2 separate regions of the Sus scrofa genome follow, and region 2 is linked to region 1. A link is a contact called in public HiChIP or PLAC-seq data. All regions are on one chromosome and are shown on one strand. The core of a region is the stretch at or near the end of the contact, and the rest is flanking DNA. Distances in the headings are between cores, read along the strand shown. Region 1 overlaps SLC41A3 (solute carrier family 41 member 3). Region 2 overlaps ALDH1L1 (aldehyde dehydrogenase 1 family member L1).

Region 1 (7,411 bases), core at 517-3,016:
TGTGAAGTGGACTTCATTACTCAGGATACTAATCTGCTATTATTTGTAGACGATGGTCATGTTCCGTCCACATCTACCCTGTCTTTGTTTTGTGATCTTTTATCACAGGGAAGTCATACTTGAACTTATGCATATTTTGTGTGTGTTTTTCTTTATAGATTTTACCTGTTGTATCTTTAGTAGGTGGCCTTCCCCAATCCAAAAGCTGAAACACATTACCCAATTTTTGTTTGTTTGTTTCACAAAAACCAAAGAAAATATAGGTCTATTTGTGTATAATATACACAAATAATTTGGGTATCATTGTATGAATAGTATAAAGGCAGAATCTATTTTTTCCCCAAGCAAATAATCCTATTTATTCAATACTGATTTGAAATGCCACCTTTATCATTTTAAATGTTTATATATTCATGATTAATCATTAAATTTTACATTTTCATATAATCACGATTCAGTTCCTAGACTCTGTTCTGTCCAGCTAGTCTATTTTTCTGCTAAACCACCCAGTTTTAATTATTATAGTGATAGAGCACATATTCATAATGAATATGCCAAAATTTTAATCTTCTTTCTCAGAATTATTTTGGCTATTCTTGCATATCTTCCCGTTTCCGTGAAATTTAAAACAAGCCGTCAGGTGCCATGAGAAGTCTGAGGACTCTGATTGGAATGACGGTGTATGCCTGGGGCGGCTCTCACTTGGGGAGATGGACTCACCTCAGCCAAGTGTGCCTGGCAGGGCCGCGGCCTGCTCTCGTCCACAGGGATGGCAGGGAAGGGCTGGTGCTCAGGTCTGGGCACCTTGTGGCACAGGCTGAGGTGCCACGGAGGCGGGTGCCCTCAGGCGTGGGGATGGGGAGCAGAGAAGGGGCAGGGGCACAGCTGTCCCCCGGGGAGGGTGTGCCAAGTGCTGCCGGAGGTCAGAGGGTGATGGTATCCAACCCGTGGGGGGCATGATTGCCCTGACTGAGCATCCAGTACAAGGTGAGCATCAGGCAGAGGACAGGGAGAAGGGAGGCTGTGGTGAAGCTGGCAGCCAGTCCTCACATCTGACCTCTGCCCCACAGGTGCAGGCCACTGTCGTGGGGCTCCTGGCCGCCGTGGCTGCCCTCCTGCTGGGCGCCGTGTCTAGGCAGGAGCTGGACCTGGTGAAGGCAGAGGTGCTGTGTGCCAGCAGCGTCATCACCGCCTTCCTGGCAGCCTTCGCCCTGGGTGAGCTGCCACCTGAGTCCTCGGGGTCCTGCCTGGGCTCTGCTCTGGCCACACACCCTCTCCCCCGCCCCATGGCCATCACCCCACGCACCTGCGTTCCTCTCAGAGCACTCGCAGAAATCTGAAACGACCTGCTTTTTTTTTGTTTGTTCTCATCCCCATGCCTCCTCTTCTGTCACCTGCTCTCCCCGCCGCCCCACCCGCCCCATGTCTCCTAGAGCCGGAAGATGGGCCTTGGGCCTGGGGGGCTCACATGCCAGGGTCCCCGGTGGCCATGCCTGTGCCCACTCTGCTTGCTGAGCATCTGGTGCGCCAGGCTGTGTCCCGGAGCTTGGGGTGCTGGCGGGGTGGGGGTGCTCAGTGGCCCCACTGGGTCAGACTCTATTTTAGTTCCTATTTATCCTCTTCACTTGCACTGCCTCCTCCTCGCCAACAAGCCTGCCATGTGAGCGCAGAGCCAGTGGTTATTTCTGCCCTTAGACAAGCCCTGCGTAAGCAGCTCCCAGGTCTCCTGAACAGACGGAGGTCACGCTGCTTTTCTCGGGACTGTGTGTCCATGTCTAGCCGACCCTGCGCAAGTGCAGGAAGGGAGGACGTGGCTTTGAAAGCTGACCTGTGTTCATAGTCTGTCCCCGCTGAAGGCAGCGGGTGACCTGGCTGCATTCCTGCTGGCACCTAGATCAAGTGAGGGCCAGAGCGCAGGATGGTCACAGGCCTGCCCGTCTGGTCTGAAGGGTGGGCTGAATCAGCCACACCTGAGAGAAGAGAGCCCGGGGGACACTTGGCATGTGGTCCCCAGAAGGCCGTGCTGTCCCTCAGGCCGTGCTGTCCCTCAGCCTAGCTTCCCACTTTACAGACAAGCAAACAGGCTCAGGGACAAGGACATGCCAGGACTGTCCAAGGACATGTGGGAGTCAGGAAGCGTGGCTGGTGGGTTATGGTGCCACTTTGACCCGTCTGTCGTAAAGCCAGGCAACGGTGCTGGTGGCTTTAATAAAGTGTTCCTGCTAGTCCTGTGGGGTTGTCACCAGAATTCAGCTCAGTTCAGCTGAGCAAACTTGGATTCACTTAGAATTGATGCCTCAGAAGAATAAAGCAGCTGAGACCTGGTCACAGAATAGCCACAGACTGTGGCCAGCAGCTTTCCGTGACCTCTAGGTGATAATTCTGATTATTTAGTGATAGAATGCTGGGTCAGTTGTTAAAACACAGTAGCCAAGATAGTGTCTTCTTAAAGGCCCACATGAGATGCTGTTGGATTTCATCCCGGGGGTGGGGGTGGGGGGCTGGAAGCACGTGACAGTGGCCTGAGAACCAGGTCTGAAGAGAAAGCAGGGCCTGGGAGGTGTGGCACCCCTGAGGAAGAGCCTCTCAGGTCTCTCCAGCCTTGCCCATCAGCCAGACCACGCAATGAGCCCCAAGAGCCCTGCAGGCCCCCGTACCGCACTGCCTCTCTGTGCTCCCGCCCAGGCCCACCCGCATTGCTGCCCTGCATGGCCCCAGACCCCACCCCTGCCGTCTCCCCCATGGGTTGCACCCTGGAAACTGCTCCTGGGGCCGCCGGCCCTCAAGGACCCAGCACAGGGAGACCTCGCCCCATCTGAGGCTCCTACTGCTCAGGGCAGCTTGAGGCCCTCTTCCTGATCTGAGGCCTGTGAGCTCCATGCCTGCACTTCCCAGGGGTTCGGGAGCCATGGAACCACCTGCCCGCGTCTCCCCGATGGTTCAGGTATCACAGTGTCAAGCCTGGGAGTCACAAAGCAGAGTCTGAGGCTCGCAGCCCCAGGTGGCACGAGAAGCTGGGCTGGGGCGGTCTGGGGGCAGCTGGGCATGTGCAGGTGGAGTGAGTTCCAGGCAGCCTCCCACCACCTGCTCACCCGCTCACTGCCCTCACCTCATCCCCCTACCCTCCACAGGGATGCTGATGGTCTGCATCGTGATTGGTGCTCGGAGGCTCGGGATCAACCCAGACAACATCGCCACGCCCATCGCAGCCAGCCTGGGAGACCTCATCACCTTGTCCCTCCTGGCTTTCGTCAGCAGCTTCTTCTACAAGCACAGAGGTAGGGCCCAAGGCCAGGGTCTCTGGGGCAGGGTGAGGCCTGGAGTCACTGGGCAGGTGAGGGTGGCCCCCAAGGTGCCACCCGCTTTCCCGCCGTGCTGGGGGACAAATCATTCCAGGCAGTTTCCACCTCCTGCAGGGGCTCAGGAGGAGGTCAGGGAGGGCCTGAGCTGGCTGGGGTGCTTCAGTGCCTCCTTGGGAAGGGCATTTCATGCCAGACACGTGGCAGCTGCTCAAGAGTGACTCCAGGCATGTCACAGCCACAGGGGTAGAAGTAGAAGCCAGTTCTTCAGAAGGTGGCCTGTGAGTTGGTCAGCAGCCCAAAAGGGCATTTGTACCTCTTGTGGGAACTAGACCTTGGGTCTGGGCACCCCCAGAGGTTGCTCAAGTCTGCCTGGGGACCCAGCTGTGCTCACACCCTGGACATGTGGACACATGGATCCCCCTCACCCTGTGCTCCCCTGCTGCACTGGCACAGCTGGACACTCCCCTCCAAGCCTCAGTTCTTGGGCTGCACCTGCCACGGTCCCACTAGGCAGCTGCCCATGACCGTCAGGATCCGGGGTGGCAGGGGTCAGAGCTAATGGGTGCAGTGGGCAGCAGAGGAGTAGGGAGAGAACAGAGGCATAGCCATGGCAAAGGTCCAGCTTGTTACCCATGGGAGCGTGGACATGGGTTTAAGGACTCACCTGGTTATTCCATGTTGGCAGTGGAAGCAGCCTGAGGAAGTGAGTCTGACTGAGTCCCGACTCTGCAGGGACCCCGATGCCTGGCACCTCCTGCAGCAGCAAAAAGGAATAGTTTGAGAGATTCTGAAACTTGACATAAGTGGACCTAATTTTATTTTTCAAACAAATTTCAAAGGCTTATGCATGAGCTAGTTAATTGAGTTTGATTTGCAAAGTAACAGGTGTCCCACCTGCGCTCAGCCCAAGTCTCACAGGACTCTGAGTGGTGGATCATGCAGGTCACCCACCCCCTCCAGTCACACCAGATCCACCGCTGGGCTGGGCACCCGTCAGATGCATGGTCTTCATGGCCCCTCCAAGTGGCCCAGGGAAGCTGGACCAGACACAGAGCTCCAGCCATGGCTGCCAGCACATTGAACACTTGCTCAGAGCTCCTGGGCCGCCTCTGCCCCCACGTGACTGTGGAGTCTCTGTCTGTGGCAGTCTGTCCTTCCCTGCAGCCGCCCTGGTGGGAAGATGGGCCAGGGTGTTTCCTGCACAGGAGGCAGCACACGCAGGCCCAGGCTGGGATGCCGTGAGCATGGGGCTGCCCCGGGCGTGGCCAGGGGAGAGGACGTGTCCAGAGAAAGCTGGCCTTGTTCTTCATGCTTAAGGAAGGTGACATTTGCACCAGAGCACAGGACAGGCAGGGAGAGCAAGGGGCCGAGTGTGCCCTCTGGTGTGGGCTCCAGCCTGGCACCCGCTTCCATCAGCTGATCTAGGCCGAGGCCAGTCTTCACAGCACCCACCAGGTGGGGCAGGTGGCACAGGGGACTCGAGGATCCACAAAGCAGCCAGGAGCAGGGCTGGCGCCACAGCTCGCTGGCGCATCCTGGTCGCCACTTCCTCACGGGCTATCTGAGCATGTGGCTGAGAGCAGGATGGGAGTCAGGCCAGGAGGTGCTGAGCAGAGCACGGGCCACGGTCACGCTTCAGTAATGAGGCTGAGGAGGAGGAGGCAGAGGAGGGAAGGTATGTCAGGAAAACCTGGAAGAGTCAGAGAGGCTAAGGCAGATGTGGGGGGGCAGGTGTGGGGGGACACGTGTGGGGTGTCGGGGGCAGGCTGCTCGCCTGTCTGCCTTGCGAGCTCTGGCCCCAGTCCATGGCCCAGCGCCTGTCTCCTTCTCCAGACAGTCGGTACCTGACGCTGCTGGTCTGCGTGGGCTTCGTGGCCCTGACACCCGTGTGGGTGCTCGTCGCCAAGCAGAACCCGCCTGTCGTGAAGATCCTGAAGTTTGGGTGGCTCCCGATCGTCCTGGCGATGGTCCTTAGCAGGTGCACATGGTGGTGCCATGAGGGCCTGGGTGAGGCACCTGTGACCGTGGGCACCTTCGCTGACCCCACTCCTCACTCGCCATTGCCCCCCTGAACTCTGGGCCTCTCCTGAGGGCAGCCCTGTTGGCTACTGCCAGACCCTCTGCAGGCGGGGGCCCCACCCCCATGGGCCCTCCCCCTGCTGCCACGGCTCCCTGAACCCCATTTCCATAGCAGGACCGAGAGGGGCTAAGCTGGACTTCTGCTCTCCAGCCCAGGGGGCCCTTTCTGCCTGTAGACCCTGACGGGGCCACAGCGTCCTGCTGTGCTCTCCTAGGCTGCTCTCTGGGGACAGAGGCTGTGGTCGAGGAATCTTTGCTCCCAGAAGGTCCTGGGCTCCAGGCCTGGGGCAGCCTGTGATCACCTGCAGGGCTGCTGGGTGAGGTCCTGGCATGGATCCTAAGAAAGGGCAAGAGTCAGTGCTCCCAGGGGTCCACTTCCCACTAAGAAGCTGCCCTTGGGCCATCCTAAGACGTACCCCCGCCAGCCATGTGGCCTTGGAAAAGGGTTTGTTGTGTTTTCAGTGGGCTGGCGTCATGTAATGGGCCTTCCAGACCAGCTGAAGCTGAGAACAGAGGTGCACAGCACGGGTGGGGTGCAGAGGACCCACCAGACCACCTCAGCTGTGCCAGGTTCTGGGGCACCAGGAGCGGCCGGGCAGGGAGACAGCTGCAAGTGCAGCCTGACGCTGGCACCGTGGTCTCTCCCCAGCTTCGGAGGGCTCATCCTGAACAAGACCGTTTCTAAGCTGCAGTTCAAAGGCATGGCTGTGTTTGCTCCCATCATATGTGGTAGGTGGTCACTGTCCCCTGGGGTCCTGGGTGGAGTGGGGTGAGAACAGCAGTGACTTTGGGCGTCCGGCCCAGCCCTGGGAGGTGGTGGGACGCTGAGCTATGGCCAGGCTACTCTCAGATCCCCGGGGAGAAGGCCTGCAGCTGCCCCCAGCTCACCTGCCCTCATGTGGCCCTGGGACCATAGCTGCCAGCCTCTGAGGCTCTAACCTGTGGGCTGCTGGGACCTGGGCTGAAAGCAGCTTCAGAACCAGGGTGTGGTCTCTTAAGGTTTTTCTTTTTACTTGAGTCATTGATGACACTTAACTCAGATATTTACACATATACACCTGGATTCCTGTCTTCTCCTTCTACAGCAAGGGCGCCGTGACGATACTCCTTCCCGTGAGGGGTGGAGGCTTTATGTCCAGTTGACCCCAATCCCCTCCAGCCCCTGCTGCCAGCACCCTGCCCGCCACTGCTTTACCTTCTTGGCTCAGGCCCTGTGGGTGTTTTAGGCAGAGCTTGGCATGAGTCCAGCTTCTGGTGAGGCCCTGTAAGTGGGACTGACTGATCAGAGGACCCAAATACGACAGTCCACTGCCAGGCCTTGGCCATCTGCCCTGCATGTCACAGGGCCATCCAGCAGACCTGCACTCTGAGTCCCTAGAGCCTTTCCCAGCACAAGGGCTGGCCACTGCGGTAAGGTGGGCAGACCCAGGGGCCACAGGTGGGAAGACCCCCTTAGTGGTCCCTCGCCCAGCTGTCCGGAGGGGCTGAGTGGTGATGCGTACAAGCTGATGGGAGACAAGAGCTGACTGGTGGGGAGTGGGCGAGCACCCAGGGCAGAGTGCAGAGGCTCCTGGTGGCACCCCGGTGTGCTGGGCCATTGCAGACCCGGGGGAACCGAGTCCAGAACTGCCAGAGCCGACTTAAGAGAGGCCAGGGATCTGGATTAAGGGCCTAATTTGTAAATGCTGCCAAATAGAGTCATTCCCCCCGCCCCAAATCAAGTGAGGTAGGTGTGCAGCCATCCGCTGGCCAAGGCCATTCTCTGGTGCAGCCAAGGTGGTCACCAGGGCCCATCTGGCCCCGTTCAGGGTTGTTCTCTGTGGGGCTGAGGAAACAGGATGGGGTGAGCCACCAGGGTGGGTTGCCAGGGTGGACCCCACACTCCGCCAGCCCCCAGACCTGCACCACAGGAGCTGCCTGTGGCTGTGTCACCGGGGCCTCTGGCCCTGGCAGAGCTGGGCATGGTCAGCTCCTGGGAGACGCCGGGAGCCCCCTCTGTGGCCCCAGCTTGGCTGTCCTGCCACCCTTAC
Region 2 (7,133 bases), core at 4,426-6,925, 68 kb before region 1:
TTTAACACTTAACATCAAATGCCTCCCCAGATGTTGTCCATTTTCGGTACATATGTCTGTGCTCTGGCATAAATTACATAACTTGGGAATTATCAATTAAGACAGGAAAGGAAATTCAGTCTGTTATAAGCATACAATTACCTTTACTGGTGTCCTTTGTGGTTTTTTGGGGTTTTTTTTCCCCTGTGGATTTGAATTACTGTCCAAGTCTTTTGTTTTCATCTTGAAGAACTTCCTCTAGTATTTCTCATAGGTGGGTCTGCTAGCAACAGATTATCTAAGTTTTTGTTTATCCAGAAATGTTTTCTTTTGCCTTTATTTTCTGAAAGCTAGCTTGCCGGATGAAAGATTCTTGGCGGCAGTTCTCTGAGCATTCTGATTGTACCATCCCACTGCCTCTGGCCTCTGTTGTTTTTGCTAAGTCAGCTGTGGATCTTACCAAGTTCCCTTATTTATAAGGAGTCATTTTTCTCCTGCTGCTTTCAAAGTTTTCTCTACCCTTGTTTTCTAGCACTTTCACAATGAAGCATCTGGGTGTGGATCTCTTTGCAGTTTTTGATATGGAATTCATTAATCCAGGATAGTGTTTTTTATCAGACTTGGGAATTTTCAGCCATGATGTATTCTAATATTTTTTCTACTGCTTTCTATTTCTCCATTCCTTCTGGTACTTCCATTATGAGTATATTGTTGTATTTACTGCTGTTCCACTCTCCTCTGAGGAGCTCTTCACGTCTCTTCATTCTTTTTCTTGCTTTTCTCTAGATTTCATGATTTCCAGCCATCTTCAAGTTCACTAACTCTTCTGCCAATTCAATCCTACTGTTGAGCCTCTCTGCTCAGTTTTCACTTCAGTTGTACTTTTTAGCTTCTGGTTCTTTTTAAATTTGTATTTGATGAGACATTGTATCATAGCTGCCTTTATAAGTGGTTTTGTTCAGTTATTTGAACATCTTAATAAGGGCTGCCTTGAAGTCTTTGTTAGGTGTGACACCTGTGCCTTCTCAATGTCTGTTTACATTGCCCGCTATTTTTTTTCCTGTGATGTGTCACATTTTGCTGTTTCTTTCCATGCCTCATAAGTTTCTTTATAAAAAACTGAATCCCTGGCCCCTTTCCATCATTTTCTTGTTTGTTTAGTGACGTGGCTAGACTGTTTTAGTAAAGTTTCCTTCCCTTGTGGTGTGCAGCCTGTGAGGTTGCCCCGCAGAGGGCATACCCCTGGGCCATGCACAGTCCCCAGTGTCAGCAGTTATAGAGGGTCTCTTTCCTCTGATCTGTTAAGCCATCTGCCTCCTTTGTCATCACACTAGCTGGTCAACTGCACCAACTGCAGGCTGGTTGCTCTGTTGTTTCAGCAATACCCTGGGGCATAAATTGCCTTACAGTCTGACCCAATTAAATCCGGGCCCCTTTGCTAGGCTGGTTTTCAGGGCTGGCCCTTAATGTTTGGCTCTTCCCTGGCTCTGTCTGGTATACTCACTGGAAACTATGGTTTATGTTATTGCTGTAATAGACTTACCAGCCTCCCCTTAATTGTTCACCCCAAAGTCTCCATTGTTTTGGAGAATGTCCTTAGGGCTCAAGTTCCTTGTACAGTTGCAGATGAAGTCAGTTCCTTCAGGGAGTGCTTTGGAGCTCTCTGTTGTTGTTGTTATGTTTATTTTGGCCACATCCACAGCATGTGGAAGTTCTGGAGCCAGGGATCAAACCTTTGCCACAACAGTGACCCAGGCCATTGCACTGATAACACCAAATCCCATTGAGCCACAAGGGAACCCCAGGAGGTCTCCTTTCCCATAGAAAGCCTCTCCCTGACCAAAATTTCTGAGCTGCTACCTCAGGCACAGGGCCCCATGAGGGAGCTGGGCCACATGGATGAGGTCCCACCTTATTGGGGTGGGGGGTGGAAGCCACCCTCACCAGGGCTTTGGCCTTGACACTCAAAGTTGGAGGCAGGGAAGCCCCTGCTGGCCATCCCCTCCTGCAAGGACACCACGTCCTTGGACTGCCTTCCTGACCACACTTGCCTAGTCCACAGAGAGAATGGTTCACAGCCCCGACGTCAGACTCTCCTGAATAAATACCTCCTCGCCTGCTGTCTGTCCTTAGGAAAATTTCCGGAGACTTTAAACGGTGGTTTTTACTGATTTTCACCAGTTATTCCCCTGGGAAGCTGCCAATAGGGCTCCTTGTTTTTGCCTTTTTTTTTTTTTTTTTGTCTTTTTGCCATTTCTTGGGCCGCTCCCGCGGCATATGGAGGTTCCCAGGCTAGGGGTTGAATCGAAGCTGTAGCCACCGGTCTACGCCAGAGCCACAGCAACACGGGATCCGAACCGCATCTGCAACCCACACCACAGCTCACAGCAACGCCGGATCGTTAACCCACTGAGCAAGGGCAGGGACCGAACCCGCAACCTCATGGTTCCTAGTCGGATTCATTAACCACTGCGCCACGACGGGAACTCCAATAGGGCTCCTTGTAATGGCCTTCAGAGGTGACTCCCATCCCATGCCTGTGGAATATGTTCACGTTTGCTTTTTTTGCTTTTTTTTTTTTTTTTTTTTTGTCTTTTTGCCATTTCCTTGGGCAGCTACCGCGGCATATGGTGGTTCACAGGCTAGGGGTCTGTCCAATCGGAGCTGTAGCCACCGGCCTATGCCAGAGCCACAGCAACGTGGGATCCAAGCCACATCTGCAACCTACACCACAGCTCATGGCAACACCAGATCCTTAACCCACTGAGCAAGGCCAGGGTTTGAACCCGCAACCTCATGGTTCCTAGTCAGATTCGTTAACCACTGCGCCACGACGGGAACTCCACGTTTTCTTATTCTTAGACAATATGCCCTTTGAAGTTCTGATGGTCTCTCTGAGCCAGTAAGGTCAAAGCAATTTAATTTTTTTCAGGTGTTTGTTCCCTAAAATTCTGATCTTATGCTTCTAGCTTTATCACCTCATGGTCAGAGAAGTCAGTATCAGTTTCTAGGGCTTCCACAGTGGAGTAGCCCAGCTGGGAACTCACACAACAAAACATGCTGTCTGGAGAGGAGAAATCTGAGATTGAGGTGTCAGGGTGGGGCGGGGACAGGCTTCCTCTAAAGGCTCTGAGGGAGGGGGCCTTTGTGCCTCTTCCAGCTCCGAGAGCTGTGCCTTGACCTTTCCACGGCGTTTTTCCTGTGTGTGTCGGTATCCAGGTCTCCCCTCTTATAGGGACATTCCCAACAACAACCTACCTTATTCCCAAATAAAATTACATTCTGTGGTACTGGCTGTTAGGCTGGCCACATGGGAATGTGAGTGGGATTCATCCCATAATAGCCTGCGAAAATTCTACTTTTTTTTTTTTTTTTTGCTTTTTTCTATGGCATCCGCAGCATGTGGAAGTTCCCTGGCCGGGGATGGAACCCGTACCACAGTGGCAGCCTGCGCCACAGCTGTGGTCATGCCAGATCTTTAACCCCCTGAGCCACAAGGGAACTTCAAAAAGTTCTGCTTTCTTTCTTTCTTTTTTTTTTTTTTTTTTTGTCTTTTGAGGGCCGCAATGGCGGCATATGGAGGTTCCCAGGCTAGGGATCGAATCAGAGCTGCAGCTGCCAACCTTCACCACAGCCACAGTAACACCAAATCCAAGCCGTTTCTGTGACCTACACCACAGCTCACAACAACACCAGATCCTCAACCCACTGAGCCAAGCCAGGGATCGAACCCGCAACCTCATGATTCCTAGTCGGATTCATTTCTGCTGTGCCACAACAGGAATTCTAGGTCTGCTTTCTAAGATGGAGAATTTCTTTGTGATCTAGTATTCGATATCTTCTTGTAAATATTTCTTGGAGAGCCTAAAACAGTGCTTTTGTTGTTGCTATTGTTCAGTAGCCCGTATTTTTCAGAGCAGTTTTAGGTTCACAGAAAAACTGAATGGAAAATATAGGGAGTTCCCGTTTGTGTCCTGTCTCCTCATGTGCAAATGTCCCACGTTTGTGACAATGGGCAAACTTACACTGGCATGTCTTCATCCCTCAAAGTCTCTAGTTTACACTAAGATTCACTCTTGGCATTGTACATTCTGTGACAAATGTAAAATGACATGTATCCAACATTGTGGTATCAGATGGAACAGTTTCACTGCCCTAAAAATCCCCCGTGGAGGAGGGAACATCTGTTCATTTCTCCTCCCCACGAGTCCCCGGCAAAGCCCTGATTGCTTAATTGTCTCCAGAGTTTCATCTTCACCAGAATAGTATTATGTAATTATAAAGTTTGTAGCTTTGTCAGATTAGCTCCTTTTACTTGGTAAGAAGCGTTTAAGTTTCCTCCATATCTTTTCATGGCTTCATAGGTCATTTCTTTTTAGCACCAAATACCATCCCACTGTCTGGATGGACCACAGTTTGTTCATCCATTCACCTCCTGGAGCACAGTTTGGTTGCTTCCATCTCTTGGCAATTATGCATAAAGCTACTATAAACATTGCTGTGCAGGGTTTTATGTAGACATATGTTTTTGACTGCTTTGGGTAAATACTAAGGAGCATGGCTGCTGGATCATATGGTAAGAGTAGGTTTCATTTTTGTGAGAAACCACCAAGCTGTCTTCCAGCGTGGCGGCACCTGCCATATCCCCACCAGCCGCGACAAGCATTCCTGCTGCTGCATGTCCTTGCCAGCAGTTGGTGTGGTCAGTGCTCTGGGCCTGGCCATTCTGCTGGACGTGTAGTGGTGTCTCGTTGCTGTCTTAATTTAAATTTTCCTGGAGTTCCCATTGTGGCGCAGTAGTTAACGAATCCAACTAGGAACCATGAGGTTGCGGGTTCAAACCCTGGCCTTGCTCAGTGGGTTAAGGATCTGGCGTTGCCATGAGCTGTGGTGTAGGTTGCAGATGCGGCTCAGATCCTGCGTCGCTGTGGCTCTGGTGCACGCCAGCAGCTACAGCTCCGATTAGACCCCTAGTCTGGGAACCTCCATATGCCGTGAGAGCGGCCCTAGAAACATCAAAAAGACAAAAAAAAAAAATTTTCCTGATAACTTATGATGTTGAGCATACGTCCATACACTTATTGCCACCTGGCTATCTTCTTTGATGAGATGCCTTTTCAGATCTTTTGCCGATGTTTTGATTGGGTTGTTTGTTTTCTTATTGTTGGAGGCTTTTGGATGTTTGAGGTAATACTCCATTATCAGAGATCTTTTTTGCAAATAGTTCCTCCTCAAAACAGTGATTGTTAAACAGTGTGCATGGTGGAATGGAATCAGCGTGACAGGAGTGCACGTCCCCGCTCCCAGCCTCCTGAACCAGAATGTCACAGGTGCTTCTGCCATAGGCACTTTTAGAGGCTCAGAGGCAAGGGCAGTGGCTCTGGGGGACTAGGACATGGAGGAGCCCCAGGGCTGGGTGACTCATGGATGGGGGTGGTGTGTGGACTGACTGTGGGCTTGAACAGCTGGCTGCAGAGAGAGGTTGTTTACTGCGGTGGAGACCGTGGGGGAAGAGCAGGTCTGGGGAAAGCTGAAGAGTTCAGTTTCAAATACGCTAAATATGAGAGGCTGTGAGCTATCCAAGTGGAGGTGCCGAGCCAGCTGAGGAATGACAAATGTCTCTGGGTGCAGGGAGGCTTAGCTCAAGATACAAATCTAGAGGGTGATATGCCTGAAGATGGCATTTGAAGAGGTGAGCCAGGCTGAGGTCACTGAGGAGACCGTGCACTGAGAAGGGAAGAAGACCAGGGTGTAGCAGAGGCCCCGGTGCTGTCACACAGAGTCAAGGAGAGTACTGGGTTCAGGACATGCAGAGAGAGCAGGCAGAGGTGGAGAGATGTCAGCAGGGAGAGGTGACCTTGAGGTCTTGCTGCAGAGGGGACTGGGAGGGGCAGAGGGGACTGACCACGTTGGGCTGGGACCCCTGTAGGCCCAGAAGGGTCCGAGGGGACTGGCCACATTGGGCTGGGACCCTGCAGGCCTGGCCTGGTGGGGCCGTGCAGCAAAAGCAGCCAGGGTTCCAAGCAGCCAAACAGGAGGGGCAGCGGGCCCTGTTGGGTACCCTCCCCTTGGGTCTCTCCTGCCGGGTGGAAAGACACAAGGCCAGTGTGTGACTTTGCTGCTGCAACAAAGCACCGCACACAGAGCCGCTTAAACAACGCCTGTTGATTTCTCCCAGTTTTGGAGTCTGGATGTCTGTACATCTGAGACCAAGGGGCCTGCGGGACCCATTCCTCCTGAGGCCTCTCTCACTGGCGTGTAGACGGCCACCTTCTCCCCGTGTCCTCAAATGGTCGTCCTTCTGAGTGTCTGTGTCCTCACCTCCTCTTCTCATCAGGTCACTGATCATGTTGGATGAGGGCGGCCCTGATGACCTCATTTTAATTGAATCCCCCCTTTAAAGACTTCAGCTCCAAATACAGGGGTTGAGGCTTCAGCATTTTGAGGGGACACGGTTCTACCCACACCAGGAAGCGAGGCCCAGTGGTCCCAGGGCCCTGAGGGCACCGGCGTGTGAGAACACACCCACAGCTCTGGCCTTGGGTGGATGGGGAGGGTGGCCGGGCCCATGTCCTCAGCACTGTGACCACCCTGCCTGCCCCGCCCACACCTCCCACAGGCTCACTGGTCGGCCAGAGGCTCTCGGACCATCCCGATGTGCGGAAAATTGGGTTCACGGGCTCCACCGAGGTGGGAAAGCACATCATGAAAAGGTAGGTGGTGGGTGAGTGGTATGGCCGGCCCCGCAGGATGCTGGCCTCTGGTCCCAGGGTCTGGAAGAGGCCGGTGCTATGTGTGAGCCCAAGCCTACGGCCATCCCAGGAAGCTACAAGGCCCTGACTTCACGGGTCTGTCAAGCCCTGGCTGAAAGCAGCACTGAGGAGCAGGGGTCTCACCATGGTCTGGGGCCAACCAGCACACATGGTGGCCTGGGACAGGGCTGTGAGCCCAGAAGACACGGATCTCGAAAACTTAGCACAAGGCAAAGGACTTCAGTGATTTTTGTGTAGATTGCAAGTTGAAGTGGTAATATTTTTATTATTGGGGTTAAATCAAATATAATAGAATTAATTTTTCACTGATTTCTTTCCTTTTTTTTTTTTTTTTTTTTTTTGCTTTTTAGGGCCACACCCACAGCATATGGAGGAGGCTAG

Evidence for each region. HiChIP or PLAC-seq counts read pairs in DNA pulled down with a chosen protein or histone mark.
Region 2: a contact with region 1 is called in an H3K27ac HiChIP or PLAC-seq map of skeletal muscle. The contact joins two enhancer-like sites. A contact is called at or near these places in 4 of 47 Hi-C or Micro-C datasets (epiblast stem cells, psoas muscle and skeletal muscle) and 1 of 2 datasets of contacts at active chromatin or transcription factors (skeletal muscle).

Annotation. Positions count from the first base shown.
Region 1 is chr7:53,685,631-53,693,041 of Sscrofa11.1, reverse strand. It overlaps SLC41A3 (solute carrier family 41 member 3), which reads left to right. Exons shown (of 11, transcript XM_021098942.1): 5 at 1,071-1,215; 6 at 3,132-3,278; 7 at 5,136-5,280; 8 at 6,031-6,110. Among named protein-coding and RNA genes, the nearest start is that of ZXDC, 49 kb to the right of the region's middle. Within about 2 kb of position 1,766, at least 3 of the 83 cell types and tissues checked have an H3K27ac peak or open chromatin away from gene starts, as enhancers often do. A contact at or near this core is called in skeletal muscle, where this site is marked.
Region 2 is chr7:53,758,218-53,765,350 of Sscrofa11.1, reverse strand. ALDH1L1 (aldehyde dehydrogenase 1 family member L1) reads left to right here. Exons shown (of 23, transcript NM_001244647.1): 17 at 6,599-6,692. Among named protein-coding and RNA genes, the nearest start is that of SLC41A3, 21 kb to the right of the region's middle. Within about 2 kb of position 5,675, at least 2 of the 83 cell types and tissues checked have an H3K27ac peak or open chromatin away from gene starts, as enhancers often do. A contact at or near this core is called in skeletal muscle, where this site is marked.